2 separate regions of the Mus musculus genome follow, and region 1 is linked to region 2. The links are chromatin contacts, called in public ChIA-PET maps. All regions are on one chromosome and are shown on one strand. The core of a region is the stretch at or near the end of the contact, and the rest is flanking DNA. Distances in the headings are between cores, read along the strand shown.

What was found. ChIA-PET counts read pairs in DNA pulled down with a chosen protein or histone mark.
Region 1: a contact with region 2 is called in an RNA polymerase II ChIA-PET map of effector CD8 T cells, with 74 read pairs. The contact joins the promoter of Sdf4 here to the promoter of Ccnl2 in region 2. A contact is called at or near these places in 8 of 39 promoter capture datasets (the 3T3-L1 cell line, the HPC-7 cell line, embryonic stem cells and 4 more), 3 of 484 Hi-C or Micro-C datasets (embryonic stem cells and neutrophils), 6 of 115 datasets of contacts at active chromatin or transcription factors (the 230-238 cell line, bone marrow-derived macrophages, effector CD8 T cells and 2 more) and 3 of 9 other capture datasets (adipose tissue, liver and pancreatic islet).

What each region holds. Positions count from the first base shown.
Region 1 is chr4:155,988,169-155,995,789 of GRCm38.p6, reverse strand. It overlaps Sdf4 (stromal cell derived factor 4), which reads right to left and starts at 2,947. Exons shown (of 7, transcript NM_011341.5): 1 at 2,456-2,947. B3galt6 (UDP-Gal:betaGal beta 1,3-galactosyltransferase, polypeptide 6) reads left to right here and starts at 3,112. Exons shown (of 1, transcript NM_080445.4): 1 at 3,112-6,324. The coding sequence starts at 3,174. The coding sequence ends at 4,151.
Region 2 is chr4:155,810,496-155,817,494 of GRCm38.p6, reverse strand. It overlaps Ccnl2 (cyclin L2), which reads right to left and starts at 5,006. Exons shown (of 11, transcript NM_207678.1): 1 at 4,686-5,006; 2 at 4,253-4,327; 3 at 3,927-4,036; 4 at 2,132-2,252. The coding sequence starts at 4,967.

The DNA of each region.
Region 1 (7,621 bases), core at 1,698-4,197, 180 kb before region 2:
ATCACACCTCTAGGTGCCCTAGCATTTATATATCCTCTGAAAAGTTCCCAGAATTCCAAATGTCAATCAATCGCAGAACATTTTCTATAGCTGGCAAAACCACGCCTCTGCTACAGCGCAAGGCAAATCACAGTCAGCTGCCATGGAGAGTCCAGAGCAGCCCCACATCTTTATGCCTGGGATTAAAATGGAAGCACACCCTTATAATATTTGTGATTTTTAAAGCAACCAAAATTCCAAATTCTCACTATCAACCTTTAATCCCAGCACTTGGGTGATAACCAGGGCTACACAGAGAAGTATTGTCTCAGGGAGAGAAAAAAAAAAAAAAAAAAAAAAAAGACAGACCACCACAGTTAAGTGGAAGCAAATGCTTCACTAAATATATTTATTTCATAACATGATTTAATAATCAGGACCAACCATATATTCCAGCAGGATATGGTGACATTCAACTTTAATCCCAGCACACAGGAGGTGGACATGGGTGGATCTCTGAGTTCAAGGCCAGTCTGGTCCACACTGTGAGCTCCAAGCCAGCCATGGATAAACAGTAAGATCCTATCTCCAAACAAGATCCACACACAAGGGGCTAGGGATATATATATATATATATTATATATATATAGCTCAGGCAGGGGTGAAACACTTGTCTGGTGTGCTCAAGTCCTAGGGCTGATCCCAGCACTACCGGGGGGGGGGGGGGGGGGGGAATGAAGAAGAAAAAGTGAAAAAGGAAAACAACAAATGATGTTTTTACTTTTTAAAAAAGAAACTGGAGAAATGTACTTGGCCAGGCTAAAGTTGCAGCACTTCCTGTACCCTAACCCCACACACCAACAACACAACAACGTAAACCTGACTCCATTCCTCCCTAATCACTATTCCAGTGTGTATTGGACGGCTGCGGTCACTCATTCTCCAGACCCCAGCTTGACCACAGAGCTCTGTGACCTTGGTTAAGGCATCTGACCTTTGCTGTAGAGAATCTATTATAAGCATCACCTGTCAATAAAAAAGCCTATGGTTAATGAGCTAAGGCAGAGAATAGGAGGTGGGACATCTGGCAGGGGTAGAGAGAATTCTGGGAAATGCTCAAGGATTTGCCCCGGAATGATGAGGAGACGGGTGTAAGAATACAAGGAGAAGAAAACAGGCATGAAACTCAGGAGTTTCATCTTGTCATAGCTTCTACACATATCAGTTTCCAACCAGTAGTAAAAAGGAATGCTAGTGACACCTGTAGTGGAGGTGACAATGATACCCCTTGATTTGCCATCAATCGAAGTCAGATGGCATTCTATTTGTCAAAGTCACAACTGTTTTATGATCATTTGTTAATCTCTACCTGGGCCTAATTTCTAAATTAAAATTTGCTGTACCTATAACAGTCTACTCAGGACTTAGTTCCACCTAGGTTTCAGGAATACACAGGGTGGCTGGGGGAATATCTGTACTTCTTTGCCATCCTTACATTATAATTCTGATGAAATCAAACTATATATTTTGTTTCTTTTGCTTTTTTGTTTTGTTTTGAGACAGGGTCTCACAATGAAGCCTTGGTTGGCCAGGAACTTGCCAAGCAGACTGACTAGGCTTGCTTCGAGTTACAGGCAGTAGACTCAATAGTTCAAGGCCAGCCTCAGCTACATAGTAAGTTCAGGCAGGCTACATGAAACCCTGTCTGGAACCTATCGCTAACAACAACAAAAGAGGAAAGGGAAAAAAAAAAAGACCACCAAAGTCTAAAAACCAACAGTGTAAAACAGCCCAAAAGCTGGTAGTGGACTGATGATTTAGCCCAGTAGTAGAGCCTTTGCCCAGCATTTACGGTGCTGGATTCGATCTCCTCCAGCAACACAAAAATAGGAATGTAAAGAAATAAAGCCTGGCAGGAAGAAAAAAAAAAAAGTTAAGTAAAAGAAAAGAAAAAGCCTTTAATTCTAGCACTAAGGAGGCAAAGGCAGGCGATCTCTGAGTTCCAGTGCAGCCACTCTGGTCTACAGAGTGAGCTCCAGCACAGCCCGAGCTACACGGAGAAAGCTCGCTCGTCTCGAAAAACGTCAACAACAACAACAGTAAGTAAAAGCAATGTCGGTTTAAGAACTACGCCGAACAGTACCGGAGAAGAACGCCCACCAACCCGGGCTGGGCAGGAAGGTTTTACCCAGGCCTTCCATTTCCAGCTCACACTACTAGAACTCATGGCGCACGTTTTACCAAAGGGGAAACCGAGGCAGAGATGCTGCTGGACCACAAGTTGAGGTCACAACGCCAGCCGGTAACAGAGCCCCGAGCCTCAGATCCCCCGCGGCAGTGAGTTCCGGAAGCAGCAGCCGAGGAAGAGGGCGGCCCGCGGGGTCGAGCCGGCTCAGACCTGGCGCGATTCGAACGCTACCCGAATGGCCTCCCAAGCCCGCCCCTCGCACGGCGACTGCAGGGACCCCTCACTCACCCCGGCTTCTGATGCGCCGGGTCTGGGCGCCCGCCAAGTCTTACGCAGAACTCGGCTCAGGCCGCCGCCATCTTTCTTCCGGGAAGGGGCGAATAAGACAACCGGGAACGGTGGGGAAAAAAACACCCGGCCTCCGGTACGAATCTCGAAGCCGCCATCTTTCTTATGGGCGGAAGCAGCCTCTGCGAAGCAACCAATAGGAATGGCGCGCGGGGTCACGTGTCAATCATTCTGGGCCCAGCCCTATCCTTCAAAGCCGCCCTGGATATCAGCTCCGGGGAGTCGAAACCCCCAGCCACGGTGCGCCTCGGGGCTCCTCCCACGTTACCAGGCCTAACCGGCCGCGCCAGTCTCCGAGTCGCGCAGGCGCCTTCCAGCGTCCGAGTCGAGTCGCGCAGGCGCCTTCCAGCGTCCGAGTCGCGCAGGCGCCTTCCAGCGTCCGAGTCGCGCAGGCGCCTTCCAGCCTCCGAGCCTTCCAGTCTCCGAGTCGCGCAGGCGCCTTCCAGTCTCCGAGTCGAGTCGCGCAGGCGCCTTCCAGTCTCCGAGTCGAGTCGCGCAGGCGCCTTCCAGTCTCCGAGTCGCGCAGGCGCCTTCCAGCCTCCGAGTCGCGCAGGCGCCTTCCAGCCTCCGAGTCGCGCAGGCGCCTTCCAGCGTCCGAGTCGCGCAGGCGCCTTCCAGCGTCCGCGCCTGCGCTCCTCGGCGGCCTCTCGCCCGCAGCATGAAGGTATTCCGGCGCGCTTGGCGGCACCGGGTGGCGCTGGGCCTAGGCGGCCTGGCGTTCTGCGGCACCACTCTGTTGTACCTGGCGCGCTGCGCTTCCGAGGGCGAGACGCCCTCCGCTTCCGGAGCCGCTCGGCCCCGCGCTAAGGCCTTCCTGGCGGTGCTGGTGGCCAGTGCGCCCCGCGCGGTCGAGCGCCGCACCGCAGTGCGCAGCACGTGGCTGGCACCGGAGAGGCGTGGCGGACCCGAGGACGTGTGGGCGCGCTTCGCCGTGGGCACTGGCGGCTTAGGCTCGGAGGAGCGGCGCGCTCTTGAGCTCGAGCAGGCGCAGCACGGGGACCTGCTGCTGCTGCCCGCCCTGCGCGACGCCTACGAGAACCTCACGGCCAAGGTCCTGGCCATGCTGACCTGGCTGGATGAGCGCGTGGACTTCGAGTTCGTGCTCAAGGCGGACGACGACTCCTTTGCGCGCCTGGACGCTATCCTGGTGGACCTACGCGCACGGGAGCCCGCACGCCGCCGGCGCCTCTACTGGGGCTTCTTTTCCGGGCGCGGGCGCGTCAAGCCGGGAGGTCGCTGGCGAGAAGCAGCCTGGCAACTCTGCGACTACTACCTGCCCTACGCGTTGGGCGGTGGCTATGTCCTTTCTGCGGACCTGGTGCATTACCTGCGCCTCAGCCGCGAGTACCTGCGCGCGTGGCACAGTGAAGACGTATCGCTGGGCACCTGGCTGGCACCAGTGGATGTGCAACGGGAGCACGACCCACGCTTCGACACGGAGTACAAATCTCGAGGCTGCAACAATCAGTATCTGGTGACACACAAGCAAAGCCCAGAGGACATGTTGGAGAAGCAACAGATGTTGCTGCATGAGGGCCGGTTGTGCAAGCATGAGGTGCAGTTGCGCCTTTCCTATGTCTATGACTGGTCAGCTCCACCCTCCCAGTGCTGCCAGCGCAAGGAGGGCGTTCCCTGATGTCACTGCAGGTGCCGGGGTCTCTCCTGACACAGGCCAAGCATCCTGAACAATCTGATAAATGATCTGGGCTGAGCTTGGTTTATCCAATTGCTGTTGAGACCTTGGGACTGATGGCCAGAGACAGCTAACAATGTCTAGTCCACTGAGGGTGCCATTAGTGGTCTGGTGTAAGGCCTACCCAAGGACATCTGGTTATGAATGTGGAGATTGCATCTGAGCGCGTGCGCGCGCACGCGCGCGCACACACACACACACATGCACACACACTGACCATGTAATGCCACCTATCAGCCATCTGGAGTGTGAGGGAAGGGCCTCCTCACTTGATGAGTTTAGAGTGCCCTCATTCTGCAAACTCTGCAGCTCACTGCCCATCTTGATTGTTCTGCACAGCCTCACCTGCAGACTGTGTTGAATTCATCTCAAAATGTTACTTGTCAAAGTTGTCTTTGTATTGTTCAGACAGAGTTCCATTCTGTTGTGTCTCCCGTTTTTTATCTTTTGTCATGGACAAGTATGAGGTTTGACTTGATTTTCAAGTCAACTAGGTTAGAATTTTTGTCTCAGTGGATAGAGGTTGATAAATATAATGCAGTTTGCTTAGACCTATTTATAAATATTGTATGCTTGCATAGATAAGAATTTACAGAGGCAGGCAAATCTCTGGGTTCAAGGCCAGCCTGGTCTACAGAGTGAGTCCAGGATAGCCAGGACTATGCAGAGAAACCCTTAAATTTTTTTAAGTTGGGAGTGCACGTCTTAATTTATTTTTAACTAAAGGAAAATACTTGTGTCAGATTTTGTATCTGTGGATTAATCTGTCAACAGCCTAAGTGGCCAACCCCACTTCTGGGTGTGTTTAAAGCATAGAAGAATATTTAAACTATCCATTTCTCTTTCAGGTTTACACATAAATCAGTCTTTTTGTGTGTGTGTTTGTTTCTGAACAGACATGACTTTTAAAGCTTTTCAGGGTGTGTGAGCGTATGGACTGTAAGGCACTTGGGATCAGAATGTCCACACAAAGTTTGTCTTTCAAAGTGGTTTATTCACACCAACAGTCTTTACAGTATCGGGCTAATATAAAAGTTAAGCAGCTGTCTCACCAAGCAGGTTCCACCGTGTGATCTCTGGGAATACATTTCAGAATACTTCTCAGCCACCACCCACCGTCAAGGCCTTCAGTTATCAATTGTGGCCGACTCCAAGGAGGTCCTTGAGAGTGTAAGCATGTGGCCAGTCAATGGCGGGCTTAAGTGGGCGGAGTAACAGCACCTGAAGTTCCGGGGTGACTGAGGCCAGGGCCACCAAGAGAGTCTCAAGTCCCTTAGGTATCAACATGGGAGGGTATGGAAGCCTTGTCACAGGAACATTGACAGTATGATCGATTGACAGGCCATCCCCAGGGTTCTCATTTCCTTGGGTTCACGGCCATATCAGTGCCACCTTAAGGTTAGTTCATTAGCATATCAAGGCCTATTCTGGACTGCAGGGTGGGCTGCCAGTGGATTTGCTTCTGAGGTGTAGCTCTTGTCAAAGCTGCCTAGTGGCAAACTCGAGCATTATTTCAAATCACACAAGAAGGCCTTTGAGTTACACAACATGGTTTTTAAACTATGTTCCATACAAGCTTCCACAAAGACCTTCAGATTCCTGGTGTCTCAGCAAAGTTTCAGAGATCCAAACCTGTGTTGAGGCTTCCTAGAGTCTCTCTTAAGGAAATAATATTTGCTACCTAGCATAGCACCCCAACCACACAAACTTTAACAGTAGTACATATCCCCTTTTAATGTTTAAAAAAATTAAGAGTATACTTAGAAAAATATAATAAGGTGGCTCCAGGATAAATGGACAACCTGAGCTGGCCATGACCTCCAGCTTTGGATGATGTTGCAATCTCTGCTATTTTAATGGGACTGATGTTTGAGGTTTTGTTTTTATGAGACAGGGTCTAGCTATGTAGCCTAGACTAGACTTGAACTCAACCCTGCCTAATCTCCTGACTACTGAGATTACAGGCATAAACCACCAAACCAAGTTTACATTAACTTTTTGTTTGTTTGATCTGTATAGCCTGAAGGTATTCCTGCCTGGGGAACTGTGGATGCGGAGAGACATGCCCTGATTGCCTGTCATTAATTTGCTTTTAAAATTTCAGGCTGTAAACTTGAACGTGTTTGGATTCTTCCTTTTCCTTTTGTTTGTTTTCCCCCACCCCTGTTATTTTAAACCATGTCCAGCTAGGCTATTTTCTTTAGAATATTCAGGACTGGAGTGTTAAAGCCCCGGCTCTGAAAGGAGGAGGTCCTTATCAGTGACTGATCCTCCTATGTTCATAACGTGAGGCAGTCAAGTCCTGAGTGAGATTAGGAGGTAGGAGGCCCAGTACACTTTCTGCTGAGCTCCTGAAGAGATGATGAACTGCCTGGTGTATACATTGTTCGTAGAGTATGAGATCCAATGGGGCTTAAAGGTGCCATGCCCTCACAGGTCTGGTGTTTTTTAGGGATGTTGATAACAAGACCAAGTTTCATACCAATCATTTTTACCTAGGACGTTTCACATGAACCTTGGAATTGCTTGAGGAGTAGTTAGGTCTCTGTCCTTCACAACGAGCTTGAAGAGACTAAACAACATGTAGGACCATGTGGCAACCAAGACTCACGCTCAGGGCTCCAGATGACTGCTCAAAAAACAGCACAGATGCCAAAAGTCCACAACTAATGTAAGCTGTAGAGATGATTCAGTCAGTCAAGTACTTACCATGTAATTATGAGGTCCATAGTTTGATCTCTCCGCTTGGCACCCACGTAAAAAGCTAGATGTAGTGATATGGGCTTTAAATCCCAGTACCAGGGGAGGCAGAAACAAGAATGTCCAGCCAGGCTATCAGGAATCCCCAGGTCCCAGTACAAGACCCTGTGTCAAAACAAGATGGCCAGCTCCTGAGGAATACTCAAAGTTGACCTCTATTTAGCCTCCAAACATGTGCCCACTGACACACACAACAATAAACCCCACACTTGTTCAGGGTGTTGTGTGGTACTGTTCCTAGGGAGACATCTACTCACTCCCAGCCTCCCCCACCAAAAACAAACAAACAACAACAGTGACAGACCAAAGTGAAAGATATCTCCAAAATCCAACTTGGTAAACCAATGAGTTACTGGGTTACTTAACAGGAATATCTGGGTAATCAGACCACTCAAAACCAGCTGCATCACCAACAGCTCACCTCAGCACAGGACAGTTTATGAAAGCTGAAAATTTGAAGTACACTGCAAAACTTACAGACAGTTCAACAGGTTGGAGAGTGTCTTTCCAAGCATAGTTAAGTTGGCCCGAGGGCCCTTCCCCCACCCCCAGCCCCATTGGGCTCAGCCTCCTTATCTCCTCTATGTGGCTCAGCTTGTCTGAGACTGTTTTTCGGCAGTCCTTACACCTTACATATGCTTGGAGAAGGAGGG
Region 2 (6,999 bases), core at 3,757-6,256:
AGAAGTAATCATGAACGTTTGCTGGGGTTGCTCTGTTGAGGCAGGGTCTGGCTGGCCTAGAGTTCAAAATGGAGACCAGGTTGGCTTCAAACTCAGATCTACTTTCCTTTTGCCACCAAAGTACTAGGATTAAATATGTGTACCACCTCACCCAGCTATGCCTGAAGTTTTAAAGAAGTTTTTCGTTTAGCTAAACTAGATGAGACACCCATGAAATAGTACAATAAACTCACTTGGGCTCAGCATGTGCTTAGACTTTTTCGGTTTATTTTAAGATAAAAGAATTCAGAATTCTTCCTGTTCTACCACAGAACATATCAAAGCCATTACTAAAGTAAGAGTCAAGCGACTGGACTAAGTTCTTAGGGGCTCAGTCAAGTCAGTAAAGTGCCTGCCTCATATTAAAATTCCCAGAATCCATATTAAGATGCTGGATGTGGCAGCTCACACTTTTTTTGTTTTGATTTGGTTTTTTTAAGATATGATGTCTCTGTGTAACAGAGCCCTGGCTGGCCTAGACTTGCTTTGTAGACAAGGCTAGCCTCAAACTCACAGTGATCCACCTGCTTCTGCCTTCCAAGTGCTGGGATTAAAGTTGAGTATCACAAAACCTAGCAGTGACTCACTGTGGTTGTTTTTTAATTTATTGTTATTTTATGCGCATTGGTGTTTTGCCTGTGCTAATGTGAGGTTCCCTGGCATTGGAGTTGCAGACAGCTGTGAGCTGTCATGTGGGTGCTGGAAACTGAACCCCGATCCACTGAAAGAGCAGCCAGTCCTCTTCACAGCTGAGCCATCTCTCCAGCCCCAAGTGACTCACATTTTTAATCCCACAACTGGGGAAGTAGAGGGGCTCATTGGCCAGCCAGTCTAACCTAATTGGTGAGGTCCAGGCCAACGAGAGCAGCCGTCTCAGGAGCAAGTATCCCTGGAAGTTTTCCTCTGGACTCCAAAATGTACTTCCACACACATGCACTTAAAATTTTTACTGTTAAGAAAAATGTAGATGGAGCTAGAGATGACTCAATGGTTAAGAGCAAGTATCAGCAATTCCAGAGGTCCTGAGTTTTATTCCCAGCAACCACACCATAGCTCACAACCATGGGATACGATTCCCTATTCTGGTGGGCATGAAGAGTATCCATATACTTAAAATTTGTAAATAAATCTAAGGAAAAAGAAAAAGAAAGAGAAAAAGAAAGAGAAAAAGAAAGAGAAAAAGAGAAAGAAAGAAAGAAAGAAAGAAAGAAAGAAAGAAAGAAAGAAAGAAAGAAAGAAAGAAAGAAAGAAAGAAAGGGAAGGGAAAGGAAAAGAAAGAAAAAAGGAAGGAAGGAAGGAAGGAAAGAAGGAAGGAAGGAAGGAAGGAAGGAGAGAGACAAAAAAAGTAGGCTTAAAAACAATTGGTTTTTTTTTTTGTTTGTTTTTATCTTTTGGTTTTTCGAGACAGGGTTTTTTTTTGTTGTTGTTGTTGTTCTTTTGAGACAGGGTTTCTCTGTGTAGCCCTGGCTGTCCTGGCACTCACTCTGTAGACCAGGCTGGCCTCGAACTCAGAAATCCGCCTGCCTCTGCCTCCCGAGTGCTGGGATTAAAGGTGTGCGCCACCATGGCCCAGTGTTGCTCTGTTTTTAATCTATCTATCTAATCTATCTGAGACAGAGTTCCACTACCTAGCCTTGTTGGCCCTGGAACTCACCATGTAGTCCAGGCTGGCCTTGAACTCAGAAGAGCTTCCTGCCTCAACCTCCCAAGTGCTAGGATTAAACCACTCAAGGCTGAGCCCTGTATATTTTTGAGATGAGGTCTCATGTAGTGAAGGCTGGCTTCCTACTTGAAATGAAGCTGAAAACTTCCAAACCAGGCAAGAAAAATGTATGTTTATGAATTACACTTCAAATTTTACCACTGATTTTGAAAGCTGAAATCTAAAAGACACCATTTCAAACACTCTTATATTGCTAAAAATAACAATTATAAAAAGTTGATAAATAAAGGACTAATTTTAAGTTCTAGACATAAACAAGAAAACCAAGAGGGGGAACCGTTCAGTACGTTTCAAGGCCTTCACTCCTGCACACAGTAGAAGTCAGCTCAAGTGTGACTTGGGTGGCTGCAGGTGCCAGGCCAAACCCACCTTGTGAGGGTGCTTCACATGGACACAAAAGCCCAACTCCTTGAGAACCCGTCTCTCTGCCTTTATAATCTGGTTCTTTAGGTTAACATACTCTTGATCAAGCACCAGAGGCACGGGCTTCCTGCAGGGAAGGCAAAGAGTAATATGCTCTGTACCAGGGTTGATCAAAACCTTTTAGATTCCACAATTATTTCCAAGCGATACATACCACAGCACCAGAAAGCTACAAATGACATTTCCTGTAACAAAATTTTAGAAGTCCTCAAACCTACATACACTTATTACCCACCTGCCCCCCACCTTGACTTTACACATAAACAATATTCTAGCGTAACAACACACCTCCTGAATATGGTGGAGAGTCTGAGGATCTCTGCACAGTGCTATGACACTGTGTCAGAATTCAAGGCAAAAAGATCACCCTTTTCATGAGTTGTAAACTGCAGAACCAACACAGCACAATAAAGTCATCCCTTGGTACACACTGGTGCTGGGGTAATGACAATTTTCACCTAATACTAATACCCATGAATGTTTAAGCACCTTACGCAAAGTGGTGGACTATCCCCACAGCCTCTTCACACTTCACATCGTATTTGGATACTTTATACCTATTACACTGGAAATGTTGTTGAAGGGACAGTGACAAGGAAGTCTAATCATGTTCAACACAAAAACTATTCCACCTCATACTCTCCCAGTCTCTCACCCCGAACACTAATATTTTCAAGAGTTAGTTGAACTCTTGAATGAGAAACCTGCAGATAGACTACAAAAAGAGAGACATGGTCAAGTCTCAAAGGGTTTGTTAAGCTGGGCACGATAGTACAGTCCCCTAAGCCCAGCATTCTGGAGCCAGAGACAAGACCATCTGTATGAGTGAGACCAGCTTGGTCTACAGAAGGCTCAAAGACTGTTGAGGCTCATAGCCAAGACTGTTTCAGAATAAAGCAAACACCAAAGGGCTCCTGTGAAGGAGCAGAAAGTCTGGGACAAGGTCTAGGTGCACTGCTATACTATTAGGGATATTTGTTTTCTGGTTCTGTTGGTCCGTGTGGATGTTTTAGCTGGGGGCTGCTGTAGTCAGTTGTCTCCTTCTCCTTCTACAACGTGGGACTTCAGTATCAAATCCAGGCTCTCAGGCTTGCCAACAGGTTCCTTAACTAACTAAACCATTTAATCAACCCAGTGTGTTTGTTCTTTAAATTTTGTACAACATTTGTTTGGTATGTGGGTTGTGCCTATGGAGGTCAGAGGACAACTTGCTGGAGTCAATTCTCCTCCTACCATGTTGATCCCAAAACTAAATACAGGTTGTCAGGCTTGGTGACAAATGTGGTTCACACACGTAAGGAAGATTTAGATGGGATTGCTAAGAGGTTAAGACTGCTACACAGCTAGACCAGATATCAAAAAAGACAGCTGTCTAGGGGTATTTCTGTTACAAATGGTTTCTGGCAAGGAAAGGCCAGGAATATTGATCGACATATTACAATGACACTAGAACAAAGAATGGCCAGTTCAGACACTAACAGCGCTGAGGGTGAGAACCAGGGACCTGGTGCTCAGAGGTTCTCAGCAGAACCATGGAACAAACAGGACAATAGGGTGGTGAGCTGATGTGGTCATACAGGAATTGTTTCAGCAGGGCTAGGACAGCCAGCTATCCTGGTTATTGTACCCCCCTACCAACTGCCCCAAGACAGCATCTAGGGCACATGCGAACAATCTACTGTAAATTCACAGGTTGGTATTAACAATGACAGACATTAGGACAGCTCTGCAAAGGACTCACTTTTTCTCTCTCAGATGCCGAAGGCGATGGAATACATTGATGACATCCCTGATTCGTCTCGGAGCCTCTTCTATTTTGGAAGCCAGGTGAACACAAGCCATGGACACATGCTGAAATGTACATTGTGACACGGGTGTTTTTCCCCCCAACTTGAGAACCTTCCAAGGCATTAAAACTATTAGAAACAACCAGAAGATACAGAGACAGACAGGCCTCTAGGGAAAGAGCTGTGTAGACTTTGCAGGACAGAATTCAGCTAAGCACTGGGCAGAACAGGCCAGGTTTCATCCCAATTCATTTCTCCGAGAAAACAGAAAGAAGCCTACCTCCATGGAATGTTTCACGAAGGACTTAGTGTAAAAGAACCGCTGGAACAGCACCTGCCCTGTAGCCATGGCCACCTAGGGACAGAGAGGGTTCCATCACGTTTGAATGCAGGACTCACGCTTGTCCCGGCTACAATGTCTTGTGTGATTTCCCCCCAGGACAAATAGCCACGACAGTTTCCATTTCCCCCAAAGGGTTTGGGTCTCGCGAGGCTTTCTTGGGGGTAAAAGGGCTTCGGCTCCGGCGGAGGGGGAAGGGGAAGGGGAAGGGATGGCGGGTGCGGGTTATTTCAAGGCTGCGGAGCGCACAGGCTCGGACCTCGTCGCCTGGGTCCGGTGAGCTCCGGGCCGGGGGCCGGGACGACAACAAAGGCCCGGCCCTCGGCCCTCGGCCGGCGAACGGCCCCTGCAGAGCTCGCGGCCCGGCCCTTACCTGCGGCAGGCGGAGCAGGATGCCGGCTGCCTGGATGAGCTCGCAGCCCACGACGCGGAGTCCCGTCTCCGTATCGACGTCGAGGCCGCTCGACATGGACGGCGTGAAGCGGAGCTTGTCGTCGGGCAGCAGGCAGTTTTCCAAGGTGATGAGCACGCCCGAGTAGAGCCTGTCGCCGATCAGCACCCCCTGAGACCCCGGGGCCGCTCCCGCCGAGCCGGAAGAGCAGGCCGCCGACGCCGGAGCCATCAACCCCGCAGCCCCGGCCGCCGCCGCCGCCATTTTGTGCCGCCGACTCTTCTCGGGCCCTTCCCGTCAGGGCGGCTGCTCGAGACGATCGTGGCCGCCCCGCCCCGCCCCCTCCCATTGGCTGAACGTCACCGCTGTCTCGACGCCGTTGGCCGTACGACCAGTCCGTCAGTGTCGCGTCAGGCACCGACGCCGGAAGCACCCACGGGTGGGGCTGCTCGTTACCCACTTGGCTCCGCGGCCTGGCCCGAACCGGAACTCCTGCCTGGCAAAAGGGGTTCTAGAAGGGCGCCTTTCTTTGGGGGTTGGGACAGAACAACTTTTCTCCCACAGTCCCACGTGCACGACGTTACACCGCGACTTAGTTCGGAGTCTTTAGTTCTCAGCCCTCCCTTCCGTCCTCGGGCTCTGGAACAGCTGTGGGGTGGATCTGCCAGCATTAAAAGGGCAGATGTGCCTTTAATCCCAGCACTTAGGCAGGCGGATCTGTGTGGGTTCAAGGTCAGCCTTCTCTCTACAGCTAGAGTTCCAGGACAGCCATGGCTGAGAAACTTTGTCGCAAAAATAAATAAAATACTAAACAAAAAAGTGCAGATGAAGGGTCTGGAGAGATGGCTCAGCAGTTCAGAGAACTGACTGCTCTTGCAGAGGTCCTGAGTTCCAGCTACGACATCATGGCTTGCAGCCATCTATCTGTGATTGAATCTGATATCCTCTTCTCTCATTCAGGCACAAATGCAAACAGAGCACTCATATACACAATCTTTTCTTAAAGGGGACCCCCAATAATCTACTGCAGCAAATACAGGCCAAAAAAATGGCTTGGGGACCTTGAAGATCAAGGTGAAACGGCTTGTAGTAGACCCTACAGACAATATTAATATTCCTGACTCCAGTCCTGGCCTGCTTAGTTTCACCCAAAACAGTGCTGCTGCCACTACACAATAGATGTTTCCTGTCACTGCTCAGTTATCTCAAGCTTTTGATAAGATTTCAGCCAGGTTCGGTGAAACGGAAAATTGGGAGGACATGGGAGTTTAAGGAGATCCCTGTATAACTCTGATTCAGGTATGGTGAACAGCCAACAAGGTTGCCAAAAGTCAGTATTCCATAGTCCAGCTGTAGTGGGGTGATTGGATTCCACTCCTAAGCAGACCCCACAAAGATCTCATCAGTCCTCTCACTGTAATGGCCACGCTGCTACTGTCTGTCCGTCTGTCCCACCCCTAGGCTGCAGCTCTAAAGTAGGCACAATTGTCATTGCCTGGTCTGCCCATTCCCTAAGCTGAAACTGAACCAAGAATTAGAAAAGACTGTTGGCTCTAGTCACTCAACCCAGACTCTGGTTCTAGAGATGACTATTACATCCATCAGGAAGAGAAACCTATATTGGAGAGGGATGCTTGGTTACAACTCAACAGTGATTTGCAGTATCTTGTCTTTTTTGTGTGAAGTAGAAAACAAAGCTCAGTGATGGGGCCACATGGATGTGTATCTTCTCCAATATCAATAGCAAGTGGCTAATGAGTAATATATGTGCAACATTCTGGCAAAGTGTTAAGCATATTGTATGCAAGACACCAACCTAGTACAGTGACGTTTAGGCTGATGAAAAAGTCAAAAAAGCCTTGTAGGAATCCTCAGGAAAGAGAAGCCAAACTTAAGCTTGCCTGCAGTGGTGAGAGGACAGATCTTTAGGGACTGGGAACATTACGGAGTTGTAAGCTTCTGTAGTATGTGTGAAGCCTTGTGTTTAGTACCCTGAATCCCAGAAACTAGACATGGCCAGTACATACCTATAATCCCAGCACGTGAGAAGTAGAGGCAGGAAATCAGGAACTTAGAATCACTCTTGAGGTACGTGAAATTGTCAAAAGCAACACAAATTATAGGAGGGAAATTAGGACTTGATAAGTTATATATTGTGCTAGAAGTGTGCATTGAGTCTGAGGGAAGAGCTCAGAATGACTCGTAAGCAACTGATGGCCTAAGATGAGGAATGGTGTCACTATAATCCAGCATGGTTCCAACTGGAGGCAGAGACAGGCATTTATGGCTTCTGGAG